Regions from separate parts of the Mus musculus genome. Here region 2 is linked to region 1. Evidence: chromatin contacts called from public HiChIP or PLAC-seq data. All regions are on one chromosome and are shown on one strand. Each heading gives the region's core, a stretch centred on a gene start, on an enhancer-like site or on the middle of the called end of the contact. The rest is flanking DNA. Distances are from core to core; before and after follow the strand shown. Region 1 holds the start of Ift88 (intraflagellar transport 88). Region 2 overlaps Il17d (interleukin 17D).

What was found. HiChIP or PLAC-seq counts read pairs in DNA pulled down with a chosen protein or histone mark.
Region 2: an H3K4me3 HiChIP or PLAC-seq map of embryonic stem cells shows a contact between it and region 1, with 18 read pairs. The contact joins the enhancer-like site here to the promoter of Ift88 in region 1. A contact is called at or near these places in 3 of 39 promoter capture datasets (the HPC-7 cell line, HPC-7-derived erythroid cells and macrophages), 2 of 484 Hi-C or Micro-C datasets (the G1E-ER4 cell line and the HPC-7 cell line) and 1 of 115 datasets of contacts at active chromatin or transcription factors (embryonic stem cells).

Annotation. Positions count from the first base shown.
Region 1 is chr14:57,422,186-57,425,830 of GRCm38.p6, reverse strand. It overlaps Ift88 (intraflagellar transport 88), which reads right to left and starts at 1,760. Exons shown (of 26, transcript NM_009376.2): 1 at 1,644-1,760.
Region 2 is chr14:57,540,755-57,544,277 of GRCm38.p6, reverse strand. It overlaps Il17d (interleukin 17D), which reads right to left. Exons shown (of 3, transcript NM_145837.3): 3 at 1,112-1,944. The coding sequence ends at 1,638. Among named protein-coding and RNA genes, the nearest start is that of Il17d, 18 kb to the right of the region's middle. Within about 2 kb of position 1,822, at least 23 of the 459 cell types and tissues checked have an H3K27ac peak or open chromatin away from gene starts, as enhancers often do. A contact at or near this core is called in embryonic stem cells, where this site is marked.

The sequences.
Region 1 (3,645 bases), core at 511-3,010:
TGGCTTTAAACTCAACATGTAGACAAGGCTGACATTGAACTCTTGCTCCCACATCCCAAGCACTGGGATAACAGGTATGAGTTATTCTGCCCAGGCAGGATGTGAATTCCTTGTTGTGGGTATGACAGCTTCTGTGTGTGTGTGTACAGGTGTAAATGTGTGCATGTGGAAACAGAGGTCATCCTCTTTAGGCACTGCCTGCCTTGTTTTTTGAGGTAAGATCTCCCCCTGGGAAGGAGGACCTGGGGCCAGATTCAGCCAAGCTAGCTAACCAGTGAGCAGCACAAATCCTCCTGCCTCCCCCAGCCACCACATTAGGTTAAGTGGGCGCTAGGGATCACTCAGGACCTTAGGCTTCTGCAGCAAACACTTTGCCAACTGAGCATCTCCACAGCCCCAGAATGTTGATCAATAGGTTCCCAAGGGATGGATGCTGAAGCTGCTGCTCCATCGATCACACTTTCAAATCATATACTCAAAAGCTCCCTCCTTACAAACTCTTCTGATCTCACTTTCGTTTATTCATAAGGTATTGAAACAATCAGCTTTTAGAACTAGACCTTTCTTCTGGCTTTTAACCAGATTTACACACACACACACCTGGGAGACAGACCAATAGTGGAATACACAAAATTTTAAAGATGTAGAAAGCAAGGCTAGGAAATAGTAAATGAATTATCCTTTACTAACAACTATGAATGGCTAAGAAATAATACAACTCAGTATTTCTATATTCTCCAAGGTGGTTCAAAAATAATTTGGGATGCTGTCACTTCAATATTGCCAGTGAAACTATTTTACATGGCAAAGTCCTTTTTATATACTTCTACCTTGATACAGTTCACACTCAAAATGCCTATTGTAGTTTCTCCAAAGTTACCAACCAGAGTTGAAGATAAAAAGGAAAAGTGGAATTTTAGGCTTTTGGGAAAACAGTAGTCAGATATCTTTTGTCTGTGCATCCTTAGATTCAACCAACTAGAAACTGAAAACATTTGGGAGAAATTTTTTATCTGAACTGAACATGCACAGGCTCCCCCCCCCCCCCCCCGCCCCCAGCCTCCCGAGCGTGCTTTTCATTATTCCCTGAACAATTAGGCATAACAATTAATTATAGAGCAATAAACAGTCTAAGATAACAAAAATGGGAAAATGGCTTATATACAATACAAATATACCATCGTATATATGTGAAAGAGCACCTGGGAACTTTGGTATCCAGGGAAACTGGGTGTCCTAGAATCAATTCCCAGAAGATATGTTTTTATCTTTATAAGACTGTGATTTATTCATTCTTTTCTGTACTTTTGCTTTTACTCCCGATTACTAGGTAATCAAAGCTTCACCGGATGCAAGTATTAGAAATGTTCGCTGTAACCTACTGTGAAACTCTAAAAGTTTCACTGCTGCCATGGCATCGCCAAGCCGTGTGACATTAGCCCGGGTAGCCGTGCCGGGTGGAGCGGGAAGTCCACCCCCTGAGAGGAGCACCATCCAAGTGTTGGCTACGGAAGCGCAGTCGCCAGGAGCCGGGCTTGGGCGCCGCCAGCCCGCCTGCCCTCGCGACCCCGCCGCCGCTCACGCACGGGGCAGGGAGAGGGCAGCAGGGAGGGTGGCCGCGAGGGGCCGGGCGCTTCTCCTACCTCGCGCCGAGGAGGAGCGGGCTGACCACGAGTGGGCCGAGGGAAGAAGCGACGCCTGATCCTAGGCAGGCCAGAGCGGGACGCCCAGCCGTTGCCAGGCGCGACTCCAAGGAAGCCGCTCCCACAGGCCTCCGCGCCGCGTGGGCGAGGCCGGAAGCTCGTGACCGGAAGTGCAGGGCTGCTGGGACCTGTGGTCCGCCAACAGCGGAGTGATTCTCGAGGCTGGCCCAATGTTTATGGTGGTCCAGGAGATGCTACAGGTGTAGGAGTAATCACAAGAAGGAAACCAAGGTCGAGTGAACCCCGAGGCAGCCATCCCCAAAGCTGGAGACCAGAGCAAGATGGCCCGGATGAATAGAATGTGTCCCAGAGCCACTACGCGGCTTGGGAACCTTGGAAGACTGTTTTCTGTGGAACATTGCGTAGAATTGTACGCGTCGTCCCATAAATTTGTCATATTAATCCTGTCTGGGTTCTCTCTAAATAAATTTAATCTGAAAATTAAAAAGTAAAGGTAATGTAATGCCAGCTATGATGACGCACATCTGCAATGGGAGTAGAGATGACGCTCAGGAGTACAAGACCAGCAGGGGACACCCTGTCTTAAAGACAAAATAATATTTCTTTCCGGAGCAAATGTTGGGCATGTTGACTTGAAGCCCGTTATAAAAAAACTGAAGTTTACTAACCTTTATTGTTCAGTTGTGTCAGAAAGTCATTGAATATGTAACATCCACCTTAGCCTCCCACGGATGGGGGTGGGGACAGATGTAGGGGACAAACTATTAGATTGGTCAGGTTCGGGCTACTTGGTGTGTTTTGAAGACTAAACCTCTTTATCTCTGATCCAGGTGTGTTGTATCAGCATTCAGAAGGTTACCTTGCAAGTGGGGTATATCGTACAGTAACTGACAGTATCTGGCAACTGTGTGTCAATAAGTAGTTGTTACGTTAATTAGTGAACATCATGGGGATATTTTAAGTTACTGCACTTCAATATAGAAAGAAAAAATACTGGAATCACAAGTTACTGCACTTCAAAAAAGAAAGATAAATACTAGAGTCAATCTTTTTCTTTTTCTTTTTTCTTTTTTCTTTTTTTTTTTTTGTTTGTTTGTTTGCTTGTCTTTTGAGACGGGGTTTCTCTGTGTAGCCCTGGATGTCCTGGAGCTCTCTGTACACCAGCCTAGCCTCAAACTCCTTGGTGCTGGGATTAAAGGTGTGTGCCACCATTGTCCAGCACTGAACTTTTTTTTTTTTTAAATGACTGTACATTCAGGGTACCCAGTCCTTGTCTGAGAAGAAGACATTATGTTTTTGTTAAAATAAAGGTTCATCAGGCAACATATTTTCTTATTTGTTCCCACACTAATTATCAAATAAACTGTCAACATATGTAATTAGTTACATATAAAGTGGGATGGGTAGCAGACAAGCCTGAGTCCCATGAAGTGGGTATGGAGTGAAAGAGTTCCATGTGTGAACATGAAGAACACTAAAGGAAAAACAGGTTTGAGGGAGAACACATCAGGTGTCAGATGCCTAAAGAATGTGCAAGAAGAGATACTGAGTAAGCAATTGTATATAACAATATAAAGCTCAGAGGAGAGGGCTGGGAATGTAACTTAGTGTTAGAACATTTGCTTGCCGTGTTCAAGGCCCTAATTTGGATTCCAGCATCATCATAATCATTAAAGCTCAGAAAAAGATGCCCATCTAGAGATACACACTGGGGATTCAGTAATTCCTAAGAAAAGATAGTTTGTAAGATTGTGAGTGAGTGAGCAAGATGTATTTTTGGAATAGGGGGATGTAGAACGGCAAAAAAGACAAGAGATAGTAATGAGGGTGGGTAAATACCATCAAAATGCATGTGATGGCTATCTGTGATTGTCAACTTGACTATTTCTGGAATGAACTACAATCCAGAGATGGAGGGTACATCTGTGATCCAGATCTTGAAGCTGAAGACACAGGCTTTTGATCTGAATCTTGGCCTGGG
Region 2 (3,523 bases), core at 573-3,072, 120 kb before region 1:
AGAAAATACCTAATAAAAAAATATTAAATAAATAAATAAAAAGAATTGCTTCTGGAGTTTCTCACTTAGGAGATGGTGGAACCTGGAGGTGGGGCCAGTTGGAGGGGTAAGACACTAAAGGCACGCTTTTGAAGATTATCTGGGGACTCTGGGTTTTCCTCTCTGTCTGCTTCCCCGGCACCATCTGCCCCCCAGCCATTTATGTTCTTTGCCAGGAGCCCACAGCATCAAGGTCTGATGCTCTGAGCAGATAAACTTTCTGCTTCAAGTTGCTGAGGTACTTTAACTCAGTGACAGAACACGGTGCTGTAACACTTCCCAGATGAGAAACGCGGCCCGGAAGAAAGCCCGCACGCGGCAGACCAATTCCGTTCCGGCAGCTCCTGTCTTAGTTTAAGAAAGAGCCTGTGTCTTGTCCACAGTTGTTGCTCAAGAGTTTGGTAACGGGAACTGAGCATCCAAGAGATAGCGTGTTAGCTTCCTGTGGCTCTAGCACAGTGCCTGAGATAAGTATTTAGAGCAAAGGTGCACTTGGGCTCACAGTTCTGGAAGTTCCAACTGAAGGTCAATGGGACTTGTTTTGGGTCACTGGTAGGTTTGCCAGATGGTGGCACCAAGGAGCCTGTGACAGGCAAACAGGTGTAGTGATGAGTGCAGGAGACAGATCCCCCACTGGGCACATCTGCAGTGACCTAGAGACCTCCCTGAGGACTTTTTTTTCTGACAATGAGTCAGGAGAGGGTGTGGCTCACAGATAGAGATCCTACTTAGGATGTCCGAAGGCCTGGGCTCCCTCCGAACAGTCCAAACATGTTCACAAAAGCAAAATCTGGAAAGAAATAGAATGTACACAGCCAGGGAATCCCTCAGCCACTGTTGTTTTAGTGACTGCAAAAGAATGTGCAGAGGGAGGCGCAGACTTCACACCTAAATGAGAATAAGTTCACAGTTTAACACCGGAGACTAGGTCCTCCCTCTTCCTCCTTCTCAGGGTTGGCTGGATCCAAAAGCCCGTCAACTTCGGCCCATCTGTGCTTGGGGCTCCCTGAGAATTGGCTAAGATGTCACATCCCGCCTCTTGCCACAAATTAAGACCAGTGGCTTTCAAATATGAAAGAATAACACCAAAAACTTTAATCTTTATAAAGTTAAGACCATCCATAAGCTAAAGAACAAAGGGGCGCTTGGTTCCTAGCCCCCCCACATCCCTCCCTCTCCAGGGACCTGGAGACCTTAGGTGCCCAGATCCGGAGCACTCATTATCACCTTAGTAAGCTTGGGCCACAGGAGAGACTCAGGGACAGGGCACAGTGCAGCAGAAGGAAGTTCATCTGAGCACTACAATTATGCACTCAAGAATCCTACTAGAGGAAAACGGGATGTGTGTGATGTGCTTGTATATCAAAGAAGTTTAAAAACAACATGCTTGCTCTAAATTACTAATATGAAAATAGTTTCTGCCACTATTCAAAATAGTTGTAGATATGTAGTGTCTACTTTGAAAAATATATTTAAAGCTTATGTAGCTGTCCTTTTGGAAAAATTAGGCAGCGGCCAGGGATCATGGGGTGGGTTTTGTCAGGGCCAGGGGACCTGATGCATGCAGGAAGCTGGGCCATGGCGGGCAGTCCCCGGCATCAGCGCCCCGCAGGCCTGTCGGCGGGCCCCAGCAGCAGCTTGTCCATGCTGGAGTTCGCACTGTCCGCGGACTTGTCCGGCTCGGGCACGCAGGTGCAGCCCACCGGGATGGTGATGTAGTGTTCGGCGTACACAGAGCGGCCGCCCGCGCAGGCCGCTGTGCGCCGCAGCACCACGGCTGGAGAGAAGACGGGTGTGCTGCGAAAGCGGAAGTCCTCCTCCCCGTAGAGCCCGGTCAGGCAGCCTCGGCACAGGCAGTAGGCTTCGGGCAGGTACCTCGGAAAGCGAGCAGGGTCGTAGGAAATCCTGCAGACAGAGCGAGAGAGTGAGGCCGCAGCAGGAGCATCACTGCGAGTTCGCGGCCAGCTTGGGTTACATAGCAAGCCTGGCCAAATGAAGAAGGCCTGAGAAGGCTGGATCTGACAATGCAATCCGCAGTAAGCACTCTGGAAGGGCCTATCTGGAACACTAGGCTGTGAGCCCCGACCGGGAAAAGATTATGCTGCCATGGCACGTGACCTCTATCATTTCAGATGCTGAAGGCCGCATGAACCTCTATCCCTGAGTGCCCGTAAAACTACCCGCTGTCAAAATCCAAATGCCAACTTCCAAGCCTACCAGGCTCTGCAGGTCTACATGTGTTCCCTACATGTGCAAAAGGCCATGAGGTGACTCTGTCCAGATGCAAGCTCTCTAAAGGAGCTAAAGCAACATACAGCAGGGGACAGAGAGCTGGCAGGCCAGGGATATTTGAAAAGTGAAAATGATGGGTTAAATTCCATCACTTTGATTTTTCTCCAACTCTTGCAAGTTTCAACTCAGATGCCAAATGTAAGTACTTCCGGGTCAGCCTATGGCCAAATCTCAGGAAAGCTACAACGGTGGCTCACTTGGAGATAAAAATCAACCCCCAGAACAAGAGCCTGCTCTTACAGAAGCCACCTACACAGCTACAGAAACCCAGGGGGTCATCAGGAGGAACCTGGGACCCTTCTTGGTTGTCCCCTTGCAGAAGCAAGGGTTATCCCCACTGCTTGTGAGACTTCTATGTGCCTAAATTCACGTCCATTAACCTATCCAACCAGAACACAGGCAATCCCTTATAGGTCTTTTCTTTCCTCTAGGCAGAGTTCTAGAGACTCTCATATCCATCGTCACGGCTTTGACCTTGGCTAACATGTCGAGAGTCAGACACATCTGAAGACCCACTATGCACCAAACAGTAGCCTCTGAGTATAGTGAAGAAAATGGAGGCAGGATGGAGAGATGGAGAGGGGACAGGCTTGGAGATCTTTCTGTTCTAGCCTGGGGATGTGAGGGAGGGGGCAGTGGGCATGCCATGCCTGCAGTCAGTGCCCATCCAAGGACATGCTTTCTCCTTACTACTAACGAGGGCACTTGCCAACAAAATAGACCTCCCTCCACTCAGAGCACACATGCCATGGAGAGGAACCGGTCTGCAGAAAGCAGGCACTGGAATCGGTGGTGCTGTTTTGGCGAGAGGTACTTGGGGTCAGGAAGGCCTCCTGGGCATAGAACCGTTCAATTTCCCTTGCACACTGTTTCTAGGGACCAGAGAATGGTCTGAGTAAAAGCTGACGACTAGGGCAGAGACAAATGCAGTCTAAACAAACCCTGACTCTGCCCCTCGGTGCTCCCCTCCAGCACAAAGTCTGCAAACATCCACTTCTGAAGTCTGTTGTTCCCGTTTGCCCAGTTCCACCATCAGGAGTTTGGGAGCAGAATGAGCCTGGCGAGTCCTTGCTGGAACCCATCTGTCTCCTGACGCTCCCTCTCACTGAACATATGAAGGAGGAGGAAGTCCTAAATAGCTCGGATGCATAAGGTCTACAATTATTTCCAACGTTTATCCAACGCGTAGAAC